3 separate regions of the Zea mays genome follow, and regions 2 and 3 are each linked to region 1. The links are chromatin contacts, called in public Hi-C maps. All regions are on one chromosome and are shown on one strand. The core of a region is the stretch at or near the end of the contact, and the rest is flanking DNA. Distances in the headings are between cores, read along the strand shown. Region 1 holds the start of LOC100193563 (WD repeat-containing protein 50). Region 2 holds the start of LOC103626447. Region 3 holds the start of LOC100280322.

Evidence for each region. Hi-C and Micro-C count contacts between places; a contact is called where the count stands out from the background.
Region 2: a Hi-C map of ear shows a contact between it and region 1, with 2.0 times the contacts expected there. The contact joins the promoter of LOC103626447 here to the promoter of LOC100193563 in region 1. A contact is called at or near these places in 2 of 25 Hi-C or Micro-C datasets (ear and leaf).
Region 3: a contact with region 1 is called in a Hi-C map of ear, with 3 times the contacts expected there. The contact joins the promoter of LOC100280322 here to the promoter of LOC100193563 in region 1. A contact is called at or near these places in 4 of 25 Hi-C or Micro-C datasets (bundle sheath, ear, leaf and 1 more).

The regions. Positions count from the first base shown.
Region 1 is chr5:62,389,215-62,391,914 of Zm-B73-REFERENCE-NAM-5.0, reverse strand. It overlaps LOC100193563 (WD repeat-containing protein 50), which reads left to right and starts at 1,441. Exons shown (of 2, transcript NM_001138672.1): 1 at 1,441-1,502.
Region 2 is chr5:62,144,027-62,146,726 of Zm-B73-REFERENCE-NAM-5.0, reverse strand. LOC103626447 reads left to right here and starts at 1,326. Exons shown (of 5, transcript XM_008646858.4): 1 at 1,326-2,700. The coding sequence starts at 1,668.
Region 3 is chr5:62,639,159-62,641,858 of Zm-B73-REFERENCE-NAM-5.0, reverse strand. LOC100280322 reads right to left here and starts at 1,260. Exons shown (of 15, transcript NM_001153248.1): 1 at 907-1,260; 2 at 600-682; 3 at 445-519; 4 at 1-65. The coding sequence starts at 1,093.

The DNA.
Region 1 (2,700 bases), core at 192-2,691:
TTATGAACTCGTTTGCCCCCACTAATTTCTGCCCTCAACAAGCGCAGGGCACCGCCCACGGTGCGCCGCGTCGACGCATGGCCGGCGACAATTTGCGACCCGTGGCTTGAGTGACCACGAGACCGACCCAGCGAAACATGATCAAGAGATGGAGGGGAGCGCTAAGGAATCAATCTTACCGGCGGATGACGCGTAGAGACCCGAGCTCCGGTACGCGACGCGTCCGCAGAGGATTCCCCGCGACGGTGGACAGCCCAAGGCACAACAGTGAATGGCTCGAAGATTTGGTGGCGATAAGAGCGCAACGAGAGCGGCGAGGTCGTGGGCCCGATACTTGTAGGCGAGGTCGGGTACTTGCAGCTAAACAACTCCGAAGCTAGCGGCTGGATACGCGACATGCGCGGAGGTGGGCGTTGCGCGGGGAAGACGGCAGCGCGCGGTCGCTGAGAGGCTGCTCGGTGGGCCCCACGGAGAAGCCACACGAGTGAGAGAGCGTCTGCCCAAGGGCCCCGCATGTTAGAGTAACGGCGCGCGTGGAGAATAAGTTGGGCCGCGCGAGTGAGTGGGCCGGTCGAGGTAAAGTGAGCCCGAGCGCAACCCTTTTTCCTTTTTATTTTCTTTTCTTTTTTTCTGATTTATATTTTCCCCTTCTCATTTGAATTCAAATTTCAAACACAAAGTCTGTTGATAAATTCTCCTCAGATTGAAAGTATAATTTAAGGGAAATTTGGATCCATACCATTAAAAGATCACCACTTTGGATCCATACCATTACTATCTCACTTACATGTGGGTCCACATGAGTCAATGACATGTGGGGTCCATGGTATATATCTAAAGTTTGGATCTTTTAATGGTATATATCCAATTGTTCCATAATTTAAACATACTAGTCTTACTTTTATTTATAATATTTATTTTGTTTATATTTTTTTGTGTACTTCTTTTCCTCCCTCTCCACATTTCTTTAGAGTTTTGTTTTCCAAATTTAGAGTTTAAATTCCATTTGTCTATTAATATATTAATATTTTGTTAATACCACATTTATTTTATTATCCATATATGCACAATCAAGTAAAAACTCGGCATGATGCATGACTTATTTAGGTGTCATAGGGTTATTTACTAACGTTTGAGGTATTTGTTCACATGCTATAATAAATGGAGGCAAACATATACATGTAAAACAACTATATTCTCTTTTACACTTTTTGGGTAAGTATTATACATCCGTACGTTTTGAAAAAACTGCGTAGAACGTCCGTTTTGGATGTTTAAGCGACGTGTAAACGTCGGAACCCACGTTCTCAACGTTTTACCCGTTCTACGGATGTTCTGTGCGTCTATGAGTTCTTGGGCCTTAATGGGCCTTTAACCAGCAAGCTTGCTCCGGCCGCCAAACTGCCCACACGCACAGCCCTAGCCGCCAAACTGCCCACACGCACAGCCGCGGAGCAGCCAGAGCCAGACGCTGCCGCCGTCGGCCGTCCTCCGCCCTCCAGGTACGCCGCCGCCCCCCTCCTCCCTCCTCCGGTCCTCCCTCCACCTACAGCCGCCAGTGCGCAGTGCTCCAGGGCACCAGGTCACACCGTCTCGTCCTCCCTCTGAGCCGCCGAGAAGCAGACCAGGGCACCAGGCGACTGGGCGAGAGGCGACCACCGAACAGGTCCAGCCGTCCAGGCACGTCGGCGACGTCATAGACTCGTTGTCCAGGCACGTCATAGACTCGTTGTCCAGCCGCCCTCTCTCCAAACGCCCAGCACATCCCTCTCCCAGCCTCCGGCGGTCCGGCCCTCCGCCGTCCCTCTCCCTCTGACCTCTCCAGGCTCCCAGCCTCCGCCGTGCAGGGGCTGCTGTCCACGGGCCACGACTCCTCGCTGCACGGCTGCACCAGCACGGGCGTGTGACAATCTCAGGGTATTCATATTTTTCATTTCACTTCGTTTCGCTCGTGGCAGCTCCTTGGACGCCCGCCTGTTTCTGTTCAGCGCAGGCAAGGGCACCAAGCCTCCGCCGTCCAGGCCTCCAGGGGCTGCTGTCCACAGGCGGACAGGCCGCACTCTCTGCTCCTCGCAGCACCAGCATTGGTTGTAATAGTCTATGCGTGCTAAGTGATCCTGATGTGAGCAAGTGATTATGAATATGTGTTCTAAACTTAATATTGTGTCATGTGTGCTAGTAGACTTATATGGCTTCTTATGTTAGCCAAGAGCCTACCCAAGACTTATGTGCTACATTAAACTATGTGTGCTCTGGATTTACATGGCTTTTATCTATGTTTAATTAAGACTTGGGTTTGCAATTTTTTATTTTTGTTAAGTTTTGAATATATGGTTTCATGGTGTGATTTTACCAAACAAAAATATCGGTTCCCGTCCGATTTCGTTTTCGATTCCCGTATTTATCCCGTTCGTTTTCGTTACCGATATATCCCGTTTTTGTTTTCGTCCCGCAAGTTAAATATGAAAATGGAAAATGAAAACGGTAGAGGTATTTTTCCGACTGTTCCCTACCGTTTTCATCCCTACTGATTGTCCTCATTAACTGGACCTGTTTATGTAGTGTTTCGTTTATCTTATTATGCAGTATTGTAGAGATAGACAGAGACTTCTTCCTTTGTGTTATTGTTCTCCGGACATATAAAGCAGTATAGGAGGATCATGTTATTCTGCTCATCTACAATCATATCTGACTACAAAT
Region 2 (2,700 bases), core at 77-2,576, 250 kb after region 1:
CTCTATTCATCTCAACTTGGTTTTGGTTTCTACTAACACTTGTTATAAACCAAGTTGGTCTTGTTTAGAGTTAATTTTTGCAGGATCACCTATTCACCTCCTCTAGGTGCTCTCAAGTCTGACAGGAGCGGACAACCGCCGCTGGGAAATGACCTGGGAACTGACAGATCCGACGCCAAATCAAACACCTAGCCACCCTGCTCCATCGCCCTTAGCCGCAATGCGGTGGACCTCATTGCAAACGATGGTGCGGATGACGCTCACCTCGACAACCTCACAGAAGGGAAGCTTCCTCCCGTCTCGTGCCACGACACGACAGCGCTTTCTAGCCGCCCCGCACACATCTTACGTCTGCGCTTCTTCTTCACGTTGCCCACCCACACCTCCGATGCCCCTCCGACCAGCTCGACCTCATCCCTTGCAGGGGCACCCCGAATCGGATCTAGGCACGAGTGTATCTAGAGGCGTAGGTCGAAGGAGAAGAGGGCGTCACGGCGGGCTTGAGGTGCACGTCAGGGAGGAGAGGGCCGGTCGCGACGGGAGTGGGGAGTGCGAGTCATCCAACTGAAAAGGGAGGGGGATGCGGTGGCTGTCTCAGAAGGAGGGCAACAAGCACGGACCAGTTCGAGAGACGGATGGGGGCGCCAGGGCCCTGTGCGTGTGGAGGATGACACATGGAGCGAGGGGAGCGAGCGAGGACTGCGCAGTGGATAGGAACACGACGAGGACGTCGAGCGGGTTCCATGCGTGGGCACAGGGAGGAGACACGCCGGCGCACACAGGGTATGAACACAGGCTAGTTTGGGAGCCACAAAACCAGAGAGGATTGGAGGAGCTAAAATCCCTTTATTATTCAATTTTGAATAAGGAGATTTTATTCACTTCAATCCCCTCCTGTTTTGTCTCCCAAACTAGTCGTTAATAGAGTAGTAATATATATGTTTTTTTTGTCCGGCGGCGGTAGAATCAAGTACGTGTAGAGGCTAGAATACAATTTACTGTACACACCAGGTGGCAGTGGCACACACTGGATCCAGCAGTTAATGTGGAGGCTCTTAACGTGTTTAAGGGGGTTATTTGCAAAAAAATCTTAGTGTCGTCTCTCCGTGAAGAGACGTCTCTAGCTCGTAAACCAAGTAGCAACAGACGCCTCACTTCGCACTGTACGAATTTGTCGTCTGTTCTATCGATCTGATGTTATACAAATACATTTAATTCTGTATTTATTAATAGACTATATTTATAGACAGTCCATTGTACAATAGAGTCTCTTAGTTGTCTTCTGTGCTTGGAGAACCGTTTTAGTGTCTCTCCACTGTACTACATGCCCTAACAACAGGAGGCATAGAGAGAGGGAGCACTCCTCTTATCTGTGTCGTCGCCTCGTCGGTTCCTTCGCCACTCGCAAGTCGCAACCAAACCCTCGCATACAGCCGCAGCGCCAAATCTCGCCGCCTCCGGGGCTACAAGCGCGCCGCCGCCGCCTCCGCTGACGGGGACCACGGAAGGACGCGCCGACACCGGATCTCCGAACGCACGCCACTGAACTGACGCGGGACTTGGTTTGGGTGCTCGATTGCGCCTCCCGGAAGAGGGAGAGCCCCCGCCGGATTTAACCAGACACACCGAACGCGCAGCTCCTCCGCGCCGGGGGCCGCAGAGAATTCATGCTGCCGAGGTCCCGCATTCGGGGCCGTGACCCGCCGCCGTCGGGAGGACGCTACCGCCGCCGATCTCCGGCCCCGCCGTCACCGCGCCACCAGCGCCGCCCGCGTGACCCGCCCTATCCCCAGCCGAAGAGGCGCAGCTCCGAGCTGCCGCCGCCGCGGCGATACGACGAGAATCCCCTCCCCAGCGGCTTCGCCGCCGCTGCCGAGAGGCGTTCGCGCGGCGACATCCTGCTCGAGGCCGGCCGCCTGGCCGCTCACTACTTGGTCGCCGAAGGCCTCCTCCCCGAGCACGTTCTCCTGTCAAGGGAGGACCCAAATCACAATCACAGTTACCGCCCCGAGCCTCCCGTTCCCGTTCCTGCCCCGGTTCCCGCTCCCGCTCCCTCCAGCTATGGGAGGAAGAGAGACGAGGACGACGGCCCCAGGTGGCGGCGGAGTGGAAGTGGAGCCGGGGACCTGGACCGTGGCTCAAAGTGGGACGACAACAGGGAAGCCAAGAGGTCGGGGTGGGACAGGAGGAGCCACAGCTTTGACGAGAGGCGTAAATACAACGATGGCGGTGACGTTGACCGGGGTGGCCGCCGGACACGCGACTACAATGAGCTGAAGAGACCACCAATGTCAAGGTCCTATTCGCATAACGATCGCCGGGCTTTGGCTGATGGCACAGTTGATCGGAGGAGGAGAAGTAGAAGCAGGAGCAGGACGAGGGGCTACTACACTGGCAGCAGGAGAGATCCAGATCTGCGAGCAGGCACTCGAGATTTGGATCGCACCAAGGTGACAGACTCTGGCGCTGTTCCTGCTGCTGGTGGTGATGGAGGCATGCACAATGTGGATGCCAACGAAATACCAAGGCAGCCGAAGGTGCCTGGTTCAGTGGTGGTTTCGGAGACGGATGACAGCGCTGTTGAAGCTGTGGCTATCGAAGATAAGCAAATGGAGTCAGATACCGCTGGACTGGACCATGCTCAAGACATGTCTGAAGGCGAGGACAGTGAGTTTGCCGAAGACATTTCTGAAGACGAGG
Region 3 (2,700 bases), core at 11-2,510, 250 kb before region 1:
ATTAAAGATGTCGCATATCGCAATTGCAATCTCTTAACATCATAAATCTCTACGAGACGGAGCCTCTGCAAGGAAAATACAAACCACACAAGTTTAGTGATTTCTCAAGCCTGAAGGACAATGAAAGAAAGCAAGTGTCATTTCCACATGTCACACATTCTCAAAGATTATTTCCCCTATACAGAAATTATAATTACTAACCATGACGAGTTCCTTTTCTCAGTGATGCAAACTACAAAATCTACATGTTATGCATAACACACTCAAAAAACAACATCAAGCCACAAGGGTTGGGGGTAGGCTAATGGATAACACACTCCAATTCATTTTGCAAAAGTGGTCCACTAGTCTTAGTTAATCTCCACGTACATCCTCAATTCAGCATTGGCGATGTCCGAACAAAATCCTAATAATGTAATAAACTAGCTACTAGCCCGAGCATACCTGGGACCAAGGATCAAAGCGTAGGTGAAATCCATGGTCCGGAAAGCTAATGACAAAGTCCAGCTTGAGAGGCTCCTGAAGCCACAGAACCAACAACGCCGATCAGGTAAGAATATTTTGGCATCCAACAAACGCGTGCACCTCGTCTCACAAACCTCGTCGAAGTATTTCACGTGGACAACGTCGTAGATATTCGGCTGCCGCTCTATCTGTGTAAACGCATCCGATATCGGCATGCCTGCACCGATTGCGAAGTCGGAATTGGGTCAAAGTTTGTAAATCTAATTAAACTCCTACTCTACTTAAGAGAGTAAAGTTTGTAAATCTAATTAAACTCCTACTCTACATAAGAAAGAAAGTCTTTTTGAGTGTTTTCCCTTCCCTGCAAACGGAGAGGCAAAGCAAGGAAGCAGCCAGAGACCGCCTATTCCTGCCGGGGCGTCGGGTGGTTAGGGTTCTCACCGAGGGTGAAGGGGCCGACGCCGAGCCCGGGGCGGAGGTCAAGCGTGATGGCTCCCATGGCCGTGCCCTCGCACCGCCGCCGCACCGGCAGCGTGGCCTGGGACGGCATCCCAACCGCCGCCCCAGCCGCCACCGCCGTGGCGGCGCCGCCACCTCCCGCCATCGCCGGGGACCTCTGCGCCTGCATCCTGAAGTCCACCTCGCGGCCCCCTACTTCCTCCTCGACGACGGTTTATTCTTCGGCGTGCTGATGGACTCGATCCGATGGGATTCGCGTGGGATTGCGTCTACTCCACCCTCGCGCGCGGTGAGGGCTTATTAGTTAACGAGAAACCAGCGCGGGACTCGGCTTCGTATGACAGGCGGGCCCGGAGCCGCTACTGGCTGTGGCCCTACAGGCGAGACCCGGATGTCGGCGATAGAATCGCGTGTGCACCGGCGTCGTCACCTCGGGCCTTTTGCGCCGGATTCGTGCGGCCGGAGGAGACGTGGCGGATTCGGAGTGGAGAGCACTGCTGTTTGCTGCGAGCGGTAGGTTTGCTTCTTCTGTGGTTGCTTGTCGTTTGGAGTTTGAGTTAGGCTATAGCCAAGCCAACTATTGTTGTGCACTGTGTTATAATGTAGATTGTTTTATTTATATATTTAAGTTTAAAATAAAAAGATGTGGAGATAGCTTTAGAACAACTTCAAGAGTTCGCTAAATTATTATTTGTAGAGTTATTTGCGTAAAATCACTTTCTATATTTTTTTCAATTTCCAAGTCTTTCTATATCTTATATACACTCTAGATAGTCATTCACATAATCACATTTCTATATTTGGCTAGCGAGAAATCCGGAATAGAATATGACTATATTTGGATAGTCGTTTTGCTAGTCTGTTGGAGGGTTTTTTTTTAAAAACTTTATTTATATAGATTAGGAAGAATATAGAGCCTCTTAGGCTATCCGCAAGCGTTACCCCTAAATTTTTCCCCTATATCACTTTTTTGGGTCACATCATCAACATTTCACCCCCTATTTTTTCATCTCCCGCAGTGGTTCCCCCTAAATACTCCCTCTATACCCCACTACAACTATAAAATATCATTTTCTATATTAACTATCAATTTTTTATCTACTAACAATTACTCGTGGACCCACATCACAATGATGTAGGGGATGAATAGTGATCCCCTAGATTGAGAGAGAGAGAGAAGGGGACCGCGCGCTAGGGGGCTCTGCAGGGGGCAGCGCTGCGCGCGTGGAGCGCCCCCTGCAGGCGCCATGCAAGGGGAGAGGAGTGGCTGGCGGCAACCGCTGCAGTCAGCCTTAGAGTTGCTCTTAAGATCGACTCTATGTTAACTAAAGTTTATGTTATGTATAATTTGGATGAGTTACCTATTTAGATACACCTAGATTTTATCAATCAAATCCTTGTTTAACATGGGCTGTGTTTTTAATTAAGTAGTTATTCCAGTTGCTATAACTTTAGGTTTATGTTGGTTTTCATTAAAGATGATGATGTTCTTAAGTTTATGTTGTGTTGTTAATTATAACAAGATCATACTTGTTAATTAGAATATGGAGAACCACCCAAGAATAAAGTGCAACCATGAGTGTTATTATGTGCTCTAACTTTGGCAATTAGCTCAATATGCTTAGTGTTTAGCAACATTTCCTAAAAGATAGACAAGAGGGGGCAGTAGTGATGGGGTGATATTCTTGGCTAAGGTACCTTGTCCAGAGTTGTCACCACATTAACTTAAAACACCATCATATTGTTTGCATTAAGTGCATTCTGCGAAAATCTGGT